Regions from separate parts of the Mus musculus genome. Here all the other regions are linked to region 2. A link is a contact called in public ChIA-PET data. All regions are on one chromosome and are shown on one strand. Each heading gives the region's core, a stretch centred on a gene start, on an enhancer-like site or on the middle of the called end of the contact. The rest is flanking DNA. Distances are from core to core; before and after follow the strand shown. Region 1 overlaps Zmiz1 (zinc finger, MIZ-type containing 1). Region 2 has its middle 19 kb from the start of 4930572O13Rik. Region 3 overlaps Zmiz1 (zinc finger, MIZ-type containing 1). Region 4 overlaps Zmiz1 (zinc finger, MIZ-type containing 1). Region 5 overlaps Gm32645 (a long non-coding RNA gene). Region 6 overlaps Zmiz1 (zinc finger, MIZ-type containing 1).

Evidence for each region. ChIA-PET counts read pairs in DNA pulled down with a chosen protein or histone mark.
Region 1: an RNA polymerase II ChIA-PET map of memory CD8 T cells shows a contact between it and region 2, with 57 read pairs. The contact joins two enhancer-like sites. A contact is called at or near these places in 1 of 15 datasets of contacts at CTCF or cohesin (large pre-B cells), 2 of 484 Hi-C or Micro-C datasets (the 63-12 cell line and bone marrow-derived macrophages), 9 of 115 datasets of contacts at active chromatin or transcription factors (the 230-238 cell line, CD8 T cells, T-cell acute lymphoblastic leukemia and 6 more) and 1 of 9 other capture datasets (embryonic stem cells).
Region 3: an RNA polymerase II ChIA-PET map of memory CD8 T cells shows a contact between it and region 2, with 11 read pairs. The contact joins two enhancer-like sites. A contact is called at or near these places in 3 of 115 datasets of contacts at active chromatin or transcription factors (cardiomyocytes, memory CD8 T cells and pancreatic cancer cells) and 1 of 9 other capture datasets (liver).
Region 4: a contact with region 2 is called in an RNA polymerase II ChIA-PET map of memory CD8 T cells, with 13 read pairs. The contact joins two enhancer-like sites. A contact is called at or near these places in 1 of 115 datasets of contacts at active chromatin or transcription factors (memory CD8 T cells) and 1 of 9 other capture datasets (embryonic stem cells).
Region 5: an RNA polymerase II ChIA-PET map of memory CD8 T cells shows a contact between it and region 2, with 17 read pairs. The contact joins two enhancer-like sites. A contact is called at or near these places in 2 of 115 datasets of contacts at active chromatin or transcription factors (large pre-B cells and memory CD8 T cells).
Region 6: a contact with region 2 is called in an RNA polymerase II ChIA-PET map of effector CD8 T cells, with 5 times the contacts expected there. The contact joins two enhancer-like sites. A contact is called at or near these places in 1 of 15 datasets of contacts at CTCF or cohesin (large pre-B cells), 5 of 115 datasets of contacts at active chromatin or transcription factors (cardiomyocytes, effector CD8 T cells, large pre-B cells and 2 more) and 1 of 9 other capture datasets (liver).

Annotation. Positions count from the first base shown.
Region 1 is chr14:25,558,678-25,561,377 of GRCm38.p6, forward strand. The region is part of intron 3 of Zmiz1 (zinc finger, MIZ-type containing 1); the gene reads left to right. Among named protein-coding and RNA genes, the nearest start is that of Mir3075, 26 kb to the left of the region's middle. Within about 2 kb of position 1,449, at least 34 of the 459 cell types and tissues checked have an H3K27ac peak or open chromatin away from gene starts, as enhancers often do. A contact at or near this core is called in the 230-238 cell line, CD8 T cells, effector CD8 T cells and 3 more, where this site is marked.
Region 2 is chr14:25,160,456-25,163,155 of GRCm38.p6, forward strand. No RefSeq gene overlaps it. Among named protein-coding and RNA genes, the nearest start is that of 4930572O13Rik, 19 kb to the left of the region's middle. Within about 2 kb of position 1,421, at least 27 of the 459 cell types and tissues checked have an H3K27ac peak or open chromatin away from gene starts, as enhancers often do. A contact at or near this core is called in the 230-238 cell line, CD8 T cells, effector CD8 T cells and 4 more, where this site is marked.
Region 3 is chr14:25,492,569-25,495,268 of GRCm38.p6, forward strand. All of the region lies in intron 1 of Zmiz1 (zinc finger, MIZ-type containing 1), which reads left to right. Among named protein-coding and RNA genes, the nearest start is that of Zmiz1, 35 kb to the left of the region's middle. Within about 2 kb of position 1,368, at least 55 of the 459 cell types and tissues checked have an H3K27ac peak or open chromatin away from gene starts, as enhancers often do. A contact at or near this core is called in memory CD8 T cells, where this site is marked.
Region 4 is chr14:25,644,963-25,647,662 of GRCm38.p6, forward strand. It overlaps Zmiz1 (zinc finger, MIZ-type containing 1), which reads left to right. Exons shown (of 24, transcript NM_001310666.1): 10 at 697-895; 11 at 1,773-2,045. Among named protein-coding and RNA genes, the nearest start is that of Gm52102, 15 kb to the right of the region's middle. Within about 2 kb of position 1,324, at least 74 of the 459 cell types and tissues checked have an H3K27ac peak or open chromatin away from gene starts, as enhancers often do. A contact at or near this core is called in memory CD8 T cells, where this site is marked.
Region 5 is chr14:25,419,777-25,422,476 of GRCm38.p6, forward strand. It overlaps Gm32645 (a long non-coding RNA gene), which reads left to right. Exons shown (of 7, transcript XR_003951092.1): 6 at 1,141-1,246. Among named protein-coding and RNA genes, the nearest start is that of Zmiz1os1, 14 kb to the left of the region's middle. Within about 2 kb of position 1,410, at least 98 of the 459 cell types and tissues checked have an H3K27ac peak or open chromatin away from gene starts, as enhancers often do. A contact at or near this core is called in memory CD8 T cells, where this site is marked.
Region 6 is chr14:25,515,926-25,518,625 of GRCm38.p6, forward strand. All of the region lies in intron 2 of Zmiz1 (zinc finger, MIZ-type containing 1), which reads left to right. Among named protein-coding and RNA genes, the nearest start is that of Mir3075, 17 kb to the right of the region's middle. Within about 2 kb of position 1,441, at least 190 of the 459 cell types and tissues checked have an H3K27ac peak or open chromatin away from gene starts, as enhancers often do. A contact at or near this core is called in effector CD8 T cells, memory CD8 T cells and pancreatic cancer cells, where this site is marked.

The sequences.
Region 1 (2,700 bases), core at 199-2,698, 400 kb after region 2:
ATGGCACCAATGGACCTGCCTTTGGCTGTGTTGTTACAATTCATAGGGAATGTCAAATGTGCATCTGGAGAGTGGTAGCTAGGGTGCACCTGCTCTCATTATTATTCATAGCCAGTGGAGGTCACAGAGTGGCCACCCCTACAGCCTTGGGGAGAAAGCCCTTGCTCTTTGGGACCCTGGACCTCATATACCTGGTTCCTGCCTTTGCCTGGGTGGGAGAAGGAGGGGGAGGGGTAAGAGCCTCACCTTAGCCACCTCATATGGTCTTTGCTCCCAGCCTAAGCCTTGCTGAGGACAGGATTTCCAGAGGGGTGGTCACTCGATAAGCTTCTCACCGTCTTAGATCCAAGACCCATCGTTCAGCTCTTCCTATGGCTTCTCTTTCCGAAGATACTTTGAGGTCACATCTTTGCATGAAGCTAAGAGTCTCCTCTTGCCCCCACCCTGATGGCTCTGCCATCTCTTGAGAACTGCCAGCCTCCGCTTGTCCTCTCTGGTGCTCTCCTTCCTCTATGGTCAGCACTTCTCCAAGTGAGTCCTGGGGACACTCACGCTTCTTTTTAAATGTGCTCAGGAAAACGGGTGCCTGTCTCATGATCCATACGACATGCTGTGGAAATGTCAAGCATTCAAAGTAATATGGGAACATATAGAAGCCATCTCCTCAGGAGGGCAAAACATAAAGTCTTTGTCTCACCTGACCAGGGCCTCAGGATGACCGCAGGGGATCAATGGGCCTTCTCTGGCCTCCTGTCCTCAATGCAGACATTGCCTGCCTGGAGAGGCTCCATGTGGGTTCCCAGGCCCCCCTCACAAGTCACAAAGCTCCTGCCCCATTTCTCATCCACACTGGAACTTTGCAGACCTTGTCTTTCCCACTCGGTGCCTCCTCCTAGTATTCCAGCTGGTGGGCTTGGTCTTGTCCCACTGTGGGGCCCATTGCCCACATCCTCCAAGCCTCTGCAGAGACTCTGAAGAGGGATGGGGGAAAGGGCCTGGAGGGGTGGCTCAGTGGTTAGCACACATATCACTCTTCCTGAGGACCTGAGTTTGATTCCCAGCACTTACTGCAGGAGGTTTACACCTGACTGAAACTCTAGCTCCAGGGGGATGTGATTCCTCCCTCCACGCGTATCGTCCAGAAGGGCCAGGGGCCCTGTAGGAGCTGATAGGTGGGGCTGGATGCAGATTTATGTTCAGGAGCTCGCTGACAGAGTGAGCCCAGCAGCTTGAGTGACTGCTGCCATCTCTGCAGCATGCTTGAGCCCAGGCCTCAGAGGCCAACAAATAACAGGGGCAGAATCTGAACCCAGTGTCCTGCTGCTGGTACCATACTCTGCCTGTCTGAGACTGGGTGATGACAAGAAGGTGAGAACACCCAAGTGCTCTGTGAACCACAGACTGCATCTCCTGGAACTGTCTGTCATTGTCGCCGTCGCCGGGCAGGAAGTAAGGTCCCACTTATCCCCTTGAGGGCCTCTGACCTGAGACAGCAGTGGCTGGGTCCCATACCACATGGCTCCCTGAGTCCAAACAAGAAGCTAGATGGTATGGTGGGGCTATAGAGCCAGCTGGAGAGAAAAAAGACTTCTGCCCAGAACCCTGGGTTCACAGCTCTGCGAGCAAAGCATGAATTTTTACAGTGGGCACAGAGCATTTGATACTGCCACCCCTTGGCATGGGTGCATAGCCCCACCTGAGAGGCTGGTAGCTCAGGCAGCCCGCTGTCTTAGCTGTCTGTGGGGTGAGGGCAACCTAGCCTGGACTGGCACCTGCAAGGGCCAATGTGGGGTTGTGAGAGGCTAGAGAGAGCTGAGAGGCTCAGGGCAGTTGGGCACTCAGGCTTTCAAGGTTCTCCTCTGACCACGCCCACCTCTCCCTCCTCAGCTGTAAATGTCAAAGGGGTCTGACTGTTTCCCCAGATCCCTTCCCCGTCTAAGCCATGAGAAATGTTGCTTGTTTCCTATCTGCCACTTTTAGCACAAATCTGTCTCCCTTCTGATACTTTTCCCTTTTTAAAAAAAAAATAGCTTTTGAGAATTTTTGAAAAATGTGACAGGCAGAGGCAGACAGGAGCTGCTATAGGGGCAAGAGAGATGACTGATTAGCACTGCATACATTCCCAGCATGCACCTCTGCAGGGTCACAATCACTTATAATCTAGCTCCAGGAGGATCTCACCCTGTCTCCTGGTCTCCACTGGACAGACACAACTCTACCTGGCTGACAGAAATTGCACATCCATGCCAAGCCTCAGTTTTCCCATCTGCAAAATGGAATAATAGAGTCAGATGCACAGCTGTGCTAGGAAGCTGCTTGGAATGTGGCTGCTTTATTGTGTGGTCCCTCCACCAGGGGGCTCAGAGCTTGAAAAGAGCCTTGCTCACACTCTGGGTTTCAGGAAAGAACGCCAAGTCAGGGGTCGGGAAGTAGGTGTGTGGTCTACCTGGTTCACTCCTTGGCGCTCACTCCTCTTTCAAAGTTGAGTCACTCAAGGCTGGGAAGACAGCTCAGTCAGTAACATGCCTGCCACACAAGGACCTGAGTTCAGATCCCTAGAACCTACCACAAACAAGCAAACAAACAAAGAAGCCATATACAGTAATGCATGCCTGTTGGCCCAGCATTGGTGTGTACAGCAGCAAGAGAGAGAGATAGGCAGGCTCTTAAGCTCATCAGCTGCACAGCCTGGAAGAAGCA
Region 2 (2,700 bases), core at 171-2,670:
ACAGGCTACAGTGGTTTACCTCCATTGTCAATCTGGCTACAGTTAGAGACTCCTAGAACACAGAAACAGACCTTTGGGATGTCTGAAGATATTTTCAGAAAGGATTAACTGGCTATAGGTAAGATCCACTGGAATTCGGACCATACCACTCCTTATGGGATAGAGAGGGAGAGATGGGAGCTCCAAGTACAGAGATTCTCTTTGTTCTTAGCCCCCATGATGTGAGCTGTTCTACATCTCCACACTCTCCCATCATGATGGAGAGAACCCTCTGAAACCTTAGCCAAAAATACAGCAAACACACACACACACACACACACACACACACACACACACACACTAAAATAGCTGTACCAACATTTTGGTCACAGTGACAAATAGGTGACTAATATACCCAGGGCAATACTCATGGCTTGGAGGTAACTCTGTTGGGTTATTGTGCTTTGACAAAGAGCCTTCACTCTCAAGCTGGGTGGGGCACCTGGCCGGTCTTAGTGATGACAGGATTACATGGTTACATGGAGAGACGAACAAGGTGCTAAGAGACACCAGAGAATAACTGTGCTGCGTGTCAACCTTGGCACCTTGTCCATCCCTCTTTCTGTTCATCCCTCCCCTGGTTCACCTTAGCTGATCTCCTCACTGATCTTTTCCCTCAAGTCCTTCCCCTTTGCCTCCTGTCTTCTCAAAAGGACCCATCACTGCATATCAGAGCCATTTATGATCTACAGGGACATCTTGTCTGACTTGTACACTGCTGCAGCCCATTCATAGCACCATTCCACATTCTAGAATAAAAGTGGGGAGGAGAGAGCTGGGCACAGACATTCATGTCCCAGCCCCTTTCTCTGCTTCCCAGATGCTTCCTTAAATGGAATAATAAATAAATGATCATAAGACCGAGCCTGAGGGAGGTCACTGAGAGTTGAAACCAAAGAGGCCCGGGGAGGCCAAGGCATCACATCAGCCCTGCATGGAGACATTTGAGGGCTTCCTGGAAGAAGCAGAACTGAAGCTTGGAAAAGTCTCTGACTGTGAAGCATAGGCTGCCCTTCTGTACCCTTTATAAGCTCAATATGACTGTATATTAATTCAGGGTGGCAGACAGGATCCCACAACCACCAGATTGTTTATATTGTACTTGATCTTTGAACTAAAGTCCATGTTTAATGGAGGAAGCTTTGGAGGCAGAGGGGCATAGGCCATGGTAGAGTTAGGTAGCACTCTCTGTTCCTGAGAGCATCTTTTGGAGACCATGTCCTTGGATATTGCCAGACACTGGTCCAACCTCTTTTATCCTGGCTGTGCTGACACAGCTTGGTCTACTGCCTTCTTTTTATGCACACACTCACCCGACACTCACATCAAACCCTTCACAGCTAGGAAGGCTCTGAAGCCCCATGTGGGCATTCTCCACTGGAGGATGTGGGTATCACACCCACAGCCCTACAAAGGAAGGTCGGGGTCATCATTGGGCTCAACACCCAAGGAGCAGGCTTTGAGCTTGCTTGCACCCCAAGAGTTAAGGAGTATTGTCTCCTAGTGTTTGAGGGGGGCCATGTTTTTCAAGAATATTGTCTCCCAGTGTTTGAGTGGATCAGTGGTTTTCAGCCTAGCAATTTCATCACCACTCAAGCGTGAAGTGTGATCTGCAAGATGTGTTTGTCTGGCATCCAACCTCGGCTCCACCACATCCTTCCGAATTTCTCTGAAACTCAGCATCTTCCTCTGTGGAACCTCCCTGAAATGTCTGTTGTGCTTTCTCGAGAAAACTGATATTTTACTTTTTTTTTTTCGGTTAACCAACGTTTCTTAGAAACTAAAAGAAATCATCAAGACCAGGGTGGGGCCTAGGGAGCATAGGGCATGGCAACCTATAGACCAGGGAGTCTGCCAGCTGGTCCACCTGAGAAATGTGAGAGCTAGAAGAGAATACTCAGGATGCTGATAGCAAAGAGAAGGTATGCATCGGTGTGACGTGAAGCACCCTGTAGCCCTGAGGTGAGATCCCAGGCATGGCAGTATGGAAGATGTTGGCATAAAGTGAAACAGCATTTTAGTCAAAAACCTAAATTGCTAAAATTACCTAGAAAGGTAGACATTTCATCAGATGAAACCCCAAAGAACTTGGAGGGAAAATTTAAAGGATTGTATTGCTAAACATTTTTTTCACTAAGGAAAAAAAAGGCTTAAATAGCTTTGTAGAATGGTTTGTCAAAAGATTTTTTAAAATAATTTCAAGAGATTAAACTGTTTCCAATGTCTATACACTTTTCTAGGGTGTCTAAAAATGATATCCAATTCATTTTTATTAGTTGGAATATTTTTCATTTGTGTGTGTGTGTATGCATGCTCGTGTGTGTGTGTGTGTGTATGTGTGTGTGTGTGTGTGCACGTGCACAGCGCTATACTGTAGACTCTGGAGGCCAGATGATGGCTTTGGTCTTGGAACTGAATTTACAGATGGTTGTGAGTCACCATGTGGGTTCTGGGAACCAAATCCAGGTCCTCTGCAAAAGCAATAAATGCTCTTACCCACCAAGCCACCTCTCCAGCCCCACCCCACCCTGCTACCATGTTTACTGAGACACAGTCTCTTCATTGAACTTACAGTGTGCTGTTTTAGCTAGACTGGCTGGTTAGTGAAACCCTGGGACCCTCCTGTCTCTGCCTTCCCAGGGCTAGGCTGTAGTTATAGAT
Region 3 (2,700 bases), core at 118-2,617, 330 kb after region 2:
TTCAGCATCCATTCACACCGATGGCTCAAAAGATGGCGGTTCAGTTCCCACAAATGGTGTTTAACCTTAACTGACTCATTCCCTTCAAGTCTCAGTGGCCTGGAAAGTAAGACTTCTGCAACCAAACGGCCTAGTGTGCGCTCTGCCCACTTTCCCTCAGCTCCTTGATCCATCAGATAGGTTATCATCAGCATACTGGCTGTTGTGGGAGTTCCCAGATCATGGTGTGCATGCGTGTGGGCTGGGGCTTGGAAGCTCCAGTGCCATCCATTTTCCTATGGTGCAGAGTAGCAGGGCACTCAGCAGGCTCAGCTTATGGTCTGGCTACTGGGCGTGAGCACCGAGAGTGCATTCATGTTCGCAGCAAGGCCAGAAGGACTGAGCCCACAGGACAGAGGGGTGGTGGCTGTACCCATTGTCCCACAGTAGGGCGGGAGGTGTGGAGAAAGAGTCATACTGCTCAGGGAAGCAACTGGGAGCAGGGCTGGGCTGGGGGCCAGAGAGAAGGATGCCAGACAGGTGTGAAATGATGCTGCAGCCAGCATCTATCACAATACTGACCCAAGCTAGCACCCCACAGCATCTGAGGAGTCTTGGGATGAAACTCGGGGCTCTAGGCAGCAGGGCAAAGCTGAGAAGAGCTGATGTCTATCAATCTTCTCCCTGGGGGCAGACACAGAGTCCTTCCCTGAAGCTTGGCCTCGAGGACTGTCTGGTATTCACTGTCTGATGAACAGGTCCCCACCGTCTGTCTGTCTGCCTGCCTGTCTGCCTCCCTGGCTGTCTCTGCTCTCCTTGTCTGTCTGAGCAGCACAAACAGCTCCTCCCCAGTGTTCCATCACTACGCATCCACTCGAAGGCTGGTGGAGGCACCAGCAGCTCATTCAGAGACCTATTCATTCTGCCACCGGGGCACCGGGCCCGGTTTTAATCATATGTGCTCTACCACGAGCTACAGATGGCTGGATTATTAATAGTCATAATTAATCAGCATCCATGAGATCTTTTCCCCAGCAGCAGATCCTCAGCTTGAGCGGCCCCGGAGGCCCTGAGCCCATCCCCTCTTTACAGACGGGAAGTGATGTGGGCCAAGGGAGGGGACTCCCCCTGAGTGGAACTGACTGTGGGTCCTCGCTTAAATGCCGGGTCTGGTGACAACCCACGGTGCTCCTGTGGAGGAACTGACTGTCTGTCTCCCCTCCCCCACTCTCCCCTGCCCATAGGACACTAGTCACTGGTAGAAGCGGTCAGCACTAGCACCCGAGGCCGGTGCCCAAGCTGTGAATGCACTCCAAGGCTTGGCTGAACATGGAGGGGGGAAAGGTTAGAGCAAGGAGGGCATAGCAGCTGCCAGGGCAATGGTAGGTTCAGGTAGGGTGGCAGTCCTGGAGTGGGTGGTGCCAAATGCCAGCATCCTCCCTCTTCTCTGCCCATAGCTGCTGGCCCTTTGTCCTAAGTGCCAAGTCCAGCAGTGGAGATTTAAACAGCTGCGGCAAGTGGCTTCGTGATTTATGGGGTTGCTGTGAGCTGTGCCATCGACTCAACCCAGCAGCAGTGAGGGTTCCTTGCCCAGTCCTGGACATGGCTGCCTGCCACCTGCTCTCTTTGCTCGTCTCCCTGTCCTGGCCACCTCCGGGACTGCCGTGCATGAGTGTGTACACATGTGTCCTGACCCGTGTCTGGGAGCATGTGCTGTGTGCACCAGATATCCTTGCTCTTGATTTGAGTGGAAATAAACAGTGTGCCATACAGGTGTGCCTGCCAGCACTCGGGGCAGCAGGGGTCCTGTGGGATGGATGTCTGCTTGTCAGTCTGTATGTGTGCAACCTGTGTTTAACAGGTATGACCGGCAGGGATATGATGGGGAATGTCTATATACACACACAAGTGCATACAGACACTGACTTACCTTGTACTCTCTACCTTATCAAGTCCCTATATATGCAAACATGGAGTATAAAAGGAGGATGTGTATGTATACACGTGTGTGTACACACACAAATATTCAGTTTATTCCAGGTATCTGGCCTGACGTTAGGTTTGTGAATAAGGAACCCTGCTGGTGGTAGGGAGATAGCTTCATTTGTCTTTGGAGCCCTTTACCTACCTTTTTTCCCAACTGCTCCTCCCCCTCTCCCAGAGCATCCCAGTCTCCCATTTCTCCCCTACCATGTCTATCAACTGTGAACCAGGCCATAGGAAAAACGCTGTGTCACAGAACCCACTTCCAAAGCAGGCAGATGAGGGCACTAACCCAGGTCCTGTCAGGAGCACATGACTCTCCATCCTGTGTTTTCTTGTTTGCTAATGGCTTTAAGGGCAGCCATTTTCGGTTAGGTTCAGATGGAGCTTGCTGTCTAGATCACTGGGTAAGTCAGGCTCCTTCCCAGTCAGGATTTGGGTCCCCATCTGTCACATGGTGATAAGGACCTTCACTAGCTGCCTTGGAGAGCTCTTCACTGTGTTCTCTTTCTCGAATATTGATAATTTGCTCAGACTGATCTCGGACTTGAAATCCTCCCACCACAGTCTCCTGGGTGTCAGAGTTACAGTCCTGAACCAGCATGCCCAACTTCACAGGGCCACTTTGATGAACAAACCAGATGGACAAAGGACTCTGTGAAGAAGGTGGGGTGATGGACGAGATGGTACTCACAGCACTTGTCAAAGCTCTAAGCTTGGGCGCCCAGGAGTGTGGGG
Region 4 (2,700 bases), core at 74-2,573, 480 kb after region 2:
CCAGTTCCACATAGCCTGGTCTAGGATATGAGGACAGTTCTGCCATGTGTCTTAGCAGATTGGCATCAACCTCCCAGGGGTAGAGGGGATACTTCCTCAGTTCCTTCTCAGCCATGTACCTTTATGCTAAGACAGTGGGGTGAGCAGGCAGGATTGGAGAGCAGTGGCAGTGAGCTCCATCTGTCCAAAACTCCTTAGAAAGCTCACTGACCTGAATGAAGAAGAAATGGAGGCTAGAGTCCCCAACCTCAGATCACAGTGAAGAAGGGACAGAAGCAGCCCAAGCCACCTTGAGCACACTCCGCCTAGCTCTCGAGGCAAAGTTGCTGGGTTTCTAGCCTCGCAGTTCAAAACAGGAGTCTCACACACCTCAATCCACATCTACAGCACACAGCACCATACAATTCTCAGGTCAATGTTTGCTTAGAAGGTAGTCTGTGGTGACCAAGGAAAAGCAGAGAAGCTATGGAAATGTCCTAGCCCCAGCAAAGATTCAAAAAGGAGTGGCCTTGTCATCACTAGTAGCAAGAATAGCCACCAATCTCAGAAGTCCCAGGTCCGCTGCTGGGCCTCACACCCACAAGCTAGGTGTCTGGAATTCATGCGTATAATCCTGTAGCCTTCCTCCTGGTACTGGGTACATCCCAGAGTCAGCTAATGAGTTCTCTCTGACTGCTCCCTGCTTCTCCTCCACAGTTACCCTGGGGGTCCTAGTGCCCCAGCAGGCATGGGCATCCCTCCACATACTCGGCCTCCTGCTGACTTCACCCAGCCAGCGGCCGCTGCTGCAGCAGCTGCAGTAGCAGCCGCCGCTGCCACAGCCACAGCCACAGCCACAGCTACAGTGGCAGCCTTGCAAGAGACACAGAACAAGGATATAAACCAGTATGGACCGGTAAGGGTTCCTGCCCGCTGGCCTGGCCTCACCCAGGCTGGGGAAATCTTGAGCGTTAATGCCACGGGTATCCTTGGAAGCCCCTTAAAAGAGTGTTGTGTGTGGGTATGGTAAAATGGTTGGGTGTGGTGGGGTTTGGGGGTATGCTATGCTCTCTGGGCTGGTAGCTCCCAGTGCATATGGGGGAAGAGGTACCCTATTGGTTTCGGAGTTCCTGCTTATCAGACAGTAGGTTGTGTGCCTAAAATGGCTTTGTGACTAGCTTGTCCCTAATCACCTCTGAGGCCACTATTGTCCCATCTGTGGATTTTACCCAGGCCTCATCGTAGATCCTCTGACCTTCAAAAGGATGGGGTGGGGTGTGAAAAGGGGAACCCCATAACCCTGCAAGGCAGAAACATGAAGGAAGGGTGCAGGGTGAGCAGGAGGAAGTGGGCTGGGTAAATCACACTTAGTGTATGGAGGGTGTGTCTCCATTGGCTACTGACCAAGGGCAAGGCCAGGGCTTTCAGGAAAGGGCTTCAGCCTCCATCCTCATCCGCCTCCTCTTCCTGTGTCCTCCCTGTGTCCCTCCCATCCCTACCCACTTCCATGTCCCCTGCCTGCCTCCCTGGGAATGCTGCCTGTGCCTTGGAGTGACTGCTCCCTGCCCTACCCAAACCCACCAGCTGCATTTTCCCATGAGACCTGCAGAGGGCAGTAGTGAGCCCTGGAGGACTGGGTCCTTTAAGAGCTCCTGGCTCTTAACTGCAGCCCTGTGGGAAAGTGCTGCTCCCCCTTTAGCCCCCTACCTTCCTTCCCTGCACTTTCAATGCATGTGGCATTTTATTCTTTTTTTTTTCTTCTTCTCCCATTGAAGGTGTGTTCCTCTTTCCAGATGGGTCCCACCCAGGCGTATAACAGCCAATTCATGAACCAACCCGGGCCTCGGGGGCCTGCCTCCATGGGGGGCAGCCTGAACCCTGCCGGCATGGCAGCTGGCATGACACCCTCGGGCATGAGCGGCCCTCCCATGGGCATGAACCAGCCCCGACCACCCGGCATCAGCCCCTTTGGCACACACGGGCAAAGGATGCCCCAGCAGACCTACCCAGGCCCCCGGCCCCAGTCCCTTCCTATTCAGAGCATAAAGAGGCCATACCCGGGAGAGGTAAGTGTGACTATGATGGGGGATGGGAGGAGAAGGAACATTGACAGAGGGACCATGGACCCAGGGACCTTGGAAAAGGCACAGTTAGGCCACTTAGAGAACTTGAACTAAAGGGCTTTGGAGGCTTAGCCCCTGACTAATATCATCTCTGTTGTGGAAAACACCAAACAAGTCACTACACCTGAGTGTGTATGACTTTAAATCAATGGTATTCACAATCCACACTGGCCCTTAGAATGCCCAGAGGACAGGGGGCCGTGACATTGTAAAATACCCTGCCTAGAGCAGGCAAGTGTAGAAGCAGAAACCATGGAGACCACTTAACCCTGTCCATACTCAGATACTAATGGATGACCCTGGATGAGGACCTCAGTGCAGGGAGCCACCTAGAGAGTGAGGGCTGCCACTAGTACACTAGTACAGGCTGTGTGTCAGGGAGGCCATCGGATGGCACACAGTATCCCTAGGGCTTACTTCCATCATATTGCTCTCCTGGGGATAGTGCCTTCTCTGGGGTCTCCTAGCAGAGGTGCCAGAGGAAACCATCCCAGCAGACGGTCCCAAGCACCGTGGAAGGTCAGGGGAAAAGGGAAGTCACCAGGTCTCAGTGACACTCAGAATACAACTGAGACCAAGATCCGTGCCCAGCTGATGC
Region 5 (2,700 bases), core at 160-2,659, 260 kb after region 2:
CATATGTAGCTAGTCTAAGGGTATTTGTACCTGTCCCTCTTACTATATGTATAGTATATAACAGCAGAACATGGTCTTTCAAGGTCACACTCCCAAGCTCAGTTTTCTTATACAGAAACAGTAAAGGAGTCAGAGTCTACTCTTCTATCCCCACCCTGTGTCTGATACCCCAGCAGGACCCAGTGAGACTGTAACCTCTCTGGGAGCAAGGGACATCTAACAACATCCATGCCCACATCCACCTATTCTTTCAGCAGCCATATCTTTGAATACATCCCATAGGCTAGGCACTATGCCAAGTGCTATCTGCCCATAGCAAGGCTTGGCCCCAAACTGGTTCAATCAGTGTTTGTAGACTGATTCTTGGCCTCTCCCATCTGTCTGGACAATGAAGATCATGACCATGGGTGGGCCCTGGAAAGACTCCCATGAGCAAGTCCCTGACTACCAGTAGCCGAAACACAGCTGTTTCTCCCAGCAGCTCTTGTGCCTGTGACTTTCTCTGACTTCCTCTGGGGTGAGCAAGGCTCTTTTTCCCCCAACATAAGAGAACACAAGGCATAGAGAGGTGTAGTGTCTGTCTGCAGACACACAGCCAGAGCTAGGAGCTCAGGTCTGATGGGTGCAAATTCCAAATTTTAGAATGCGACCAGCTCGGGCAAGTAGAGATGTGTCGGAATGTGCCTGGGAGTCTGGAGTTGAGATTAATCTCGAAGGCCAGCATCAGGCACTGCTGAAACCAAACCCCAGCAATGGCTGCCTCTACCAGCTGCTCAGCTGGGTAACGTGCCCTCAGATGTCTCGTGGTAAACTATAGGACATCTGTACCAGACAAAGCCTGCTGTCTGTCTAAGAGAAGAAAGGGAGAACCACAGTGCTTGTAGAGCCATTGGTCCCTGGGCAAGAACATGAAGTCTCAGAGTTCAGGGACAGTTCTTAGGGAAGCCGGAAGAGTAAGTAGAAGCAGAATCCTCCTGCGGAGGTCAGCTTCAATTAAAACATCCAGCCTCAAGGAGGAGGAGGAGGAGGAGGAGGAGGAGAGGAGGGAAGGAGGGGAGGAGAGAGAGGGGAGGAGGGGAGGAGGGGAGGAGGAAGGTCTAGGGTTGTAGAGGCCTTCCAACATGTTTCTCTGCTCCTCAGTCACAGAGGAGGCACTGTGTACCAGTGCCCAACCAGTATCCACATTTTCTGAAGGCAGGCCCGAGTTGTCAATCCAGAGACTAGACAGAAGAACTCAGCTCCACATGTAAGTGAGTCCCTGTCCCTAGGCAGGCACAGGCCTGGCCCTGGTTTCCTGATCTGTCTTGGCTATTGAAATCTAATGGGAAAGGGGGTGCAGAGGAGGCCTGGGATCTAGGCAAACTGACAGCTGAAGAATCAGCAAGACCCAGCCCAGGAGTCAGGCCTGACTGTGCTGGCCACTATCCAGACAGCTGAGCCTAGCTTGCAGTCCAGGGGCACATGACACTCCAAGGACCAAGTAAAGCCTGGGCTCCCATGTGAGTCTGGACACTCAGGGCCACTTGGCAGGCAGCAGGGTTCGGAGCCTGATGCTCTTCCCTGGTCTCAGGTTGGATTCCTACTGCTGAGACCTGCATGCATGTGGGAGTCATCTTGGCTGTACTGCCCATGGGACACATCTCTAAGGTCCAGCCTTGTTGTGCTCCCTGGATGTCCATAAGCAAGCTACTGGTCATTTGCCTGTGACTTCGGTGCCCTGGGATGAGAGCCATGACCAGGTTCCTGCCTCTCCAGTGCCATGCTGGTACATGCACCCTCGTGTGCAGGTTTATGAACACCCTGCACCAGTATGGCACTCCATGCAGGGGAGTGCCCTGCCATAGAAAAGCTGGCAAGACAGTGAGGCAGCAGGCCCACAGCGAGGCCCCTAACAAAGGCGGGGCGTTGGCAGGCAGCAGAAGAGGGGCGGGCTGAGATGGATGTGGCTTGGAGCCTAACAGGCCACCAGCAGCCGCAGCATCTGCTTTTTCTCACCTCTAAAGGGAATCGATTTGTCTCTGACTGATTTCCCTGACGTCTAGTTTTCTTCTCCGCCCGGCTGTCAACCCAGCCACTGTGCACAGGGCGGGGGAGGCCCTGGCCGTCAGCCTGCCTGCCTGCCTGCCCGCCTGCCTGCTCCTACCTCCCCATGCGCCCACATGCTCAAGGCTGATCTCATACTCATAGCCACAAAAAAAGCCCACACCCCACAGACAGCCTACCCACCCCAGACACAAACCCCACAAGATATGCACATCACACCCACCCACACACAGACAACCTGCCCACAACATAGACATCCCACATAATACACATAACACGTACACACACACAGATAACAACCTGCCCACAATACATTCACAGCCACACACAGGCAACTGGACCATAACCTGCCCACAACATATACAACATACACAACATACACACCCTACACAATACATACCCCATACATATATACACACAACCCACCCAGAACAACCCACTTACAGATAACATGCCCACAGCACACACACATGCCACAATGTATATGTATATACATGTGTTATATGTTATCATACTCCTACCCATAGACAACCTGCTCTCAGCATGTACACAATACATAGACCCTCTCTTTCAGATGATGTCTCCTCCACTCACACATATATACACACATATATAGACATACCTCTCGCCTGTATTTAACAGACCCACACACCCTGA
Region 6 (2,700 bases), core at 191-2,690, 360 kb after region 2:
AGAAGACCCAGTATGGTGAGGCAGAGCAGGGGGCCTGTTCACTCGCTGAGGCGTTGGTGCCAGGTGGGATGAATCAGTGATGTCGTTCATGGATGAATGCATACATGAATGGGTATACTTAGCATCTGCCCTTGGTTGCTGCTGCTGCTGCTGCTGCTGCTGCTGCTGCTGCTGCTTTTGGAGTCTCTCCAGCTTCTCGGTGCGGTGGCCGAGAGGACTGGTCAGGGCACAGTGCCAGCCTGTCTGGGTTCCTATCCTGGCGGTGACCTTGAGCTGTTTTCTTCGTGTCCCTCTATGTTTCCTCATCTTTTAAAATGGGTACAGCGTGTACTTCCCAGGATGTCATGAGACTAAATGAGTCAGTTGACATAAAGTACTTAGAATGGTACAGCTAATGGCCCTAAGTTAGTCGGTATTAACAGTTTCGTTACCATGATGATGATTGGCAAAGTTAGGGAGAAGCTGGCTGGAGACTTGGAGTTCCTGGGAGCTGTGGAGTGTTACAGGTAGAGAGGTGTCACAAGTTGTAATTGGGAGCTTCTCGCTATAAGTATTTCTGGTCAGTCATTTAAAGAAGCCTCACCAGAAATGGGATTTGGATCCCTGAGGATCCAGGAGTTTGTTCTGATTTTTCTAACTCTAAATAGGCATTTACAATTTTACATATTTTTTCAAGAGGGCCTCCAAAATGCCATAAACTTCAGCTGTCATAGACCTGAACTACAGTTTGCCACTGTGCCTGTTTCTGTGTCCCCCTTCACTGGTCCCAGTAGGAGGCACTGTCCCTCTTATTCTTGACCATGTGGTGTGCCCCAGGCTGAGCATGGCCTGAAGGATTGATTCCAGGCAGCCCACAGGGGGAAGGGGCCCTCAGAACACCTCCTGCCGGGGATGCGAATCACACCAAGGCCTGGCGCTAGGCCGAGTTGCTGCTGCTTTGCTAAGCTGAGGGCCACTGCAAGCAGGCTGAGACCTCGGTACTCTCTCTCCCTCCTCCCCTGTGTATGCTCTGGTGCGGGCACTGGAAGGCAGTTAGGCTATGGGAAGCAGGTTGCTGAGTTGTTGGGTTGTCGTTGGAGTAGCTGGCTGTGTGCCCAGTTTGGTGTCAGGGACCCTGTGTCCTGTGTCAGGTCATTGGCCTTGCTCAAAAGGATCTCCCTAGTCACCAAGACCACAGGATTCTCACTTGAAGGCTAAGGAGAAGATGGTGTCAGCCCCCTTATCAGTAATCTCAGAGTGAGGTATAAAGAGAACTCATAGCTCGAGAGGGCAGGACAGATAGAACTGGCTTCCAGAGGCTAGGCCGTTAGCTGGGGAAGACCCCTGGGTAGGCACTATGGACACTTGCTGCCTCCACTGGCATCAGGGCCTCTAGACCCTGCTCTGAGAGGGCCATTTATAACTCACAGCTGTGCGGTCCTGAGCCCAACTGACTGTGGTAAACCGATCTGGCTTCAGGAAGTCCCAACCCAAGGCCACTCCCAACCCGGCCCCATGCTCTCCTCACCTCCTGACACCCACATCCTGTTCTCAGCAGGAAGGCAGGCAGTGGGGCCCAGCCAGGGTCTCCAGCTGCAAAGCCCCAGATGGCCCTAGAACTGTGAGGCCCTAGAACCAACACCATCGAGGCCTATCCCAAAGACAAATATATAGGGAGACCAAGGTCAAAAGAAGGCTGGGGCCTGTGCTAGAGTCCACAGAATCAAGGCTCAGGAATGAGGTTGTAGCATCAGGGGTATGCTTGGAGCTCCTGGTATGATCCAAAGAGAGATTGATGCTTCTAGCCCCTGCCAACGATCACCAGAGGAGGCTGATGGAAGAAAGAGGAGGGCTTCAGGGAATCCTGGGAAAGGACACCATCTTGGATCCCAGACTTCAGCATTGCCATCTTCATCCAGTCGCCTCATTCTCTAGAGGTTCTTTACCAAGCCCAGAGATTGTGTAGGGCTAGGCATGGGCTGGAGAGAGGCTGCTGCTGAACGCTCCCAGCACCCGAGACCTAGGCTTTGTCATATGCTCAGGGCAGGCACTAACCTCTCTGCTTTGTTTTCTCTGCAAACACTCTTCTGCCAAAACTTCACTGTAGTGAGTTTGTAGAAATTTGGCCCAAGAAACTTAAGACATTTGTGACTAGATTCTAAAATCAGAACCCGAAAGAACATAAATTTTGTTTTATTTATTTATGCTGTGTATTTATTAAAGAATAAGAGAAATGCATTAGAAATACCTAACTATCTGTGGCTCTCCTCTGCTACACACTGAGTCTGGAGGATGGGGAGGTGGAGACAGGTAGACAGGTAGCCCTGAGGCTCAGCAGCTGGCCAGTCAAGCAGAACTGGTGAGCTCCAGGTTCAGTGAAAGACCCTGTCTCAAAAGACCAATGTGGAAAACCAGGTGTAGTGGCAGACACCTTTAATCCCACCACTAGGGAGGCAGAAGCGGGCAGATCTCCGTGAATTCAAGGCTAGCCTGGTCTTCAGAGTGAGTTCCAGGCAAGTCAGAGCTGGTAAGACATAGTAAGACACCATGTCTCAAAAACAAACACATACACACACACATACACACACAAAGAATATGGAGAGTGAATACAGAAGACACTCAACACTGACCTTATGTGCACACAAACGCATACAAAAATTAAATAAGTAAGGCTCCATGGTTAAGAGCATATACTACTCTTCCCGAGGACCTAACTTTGCT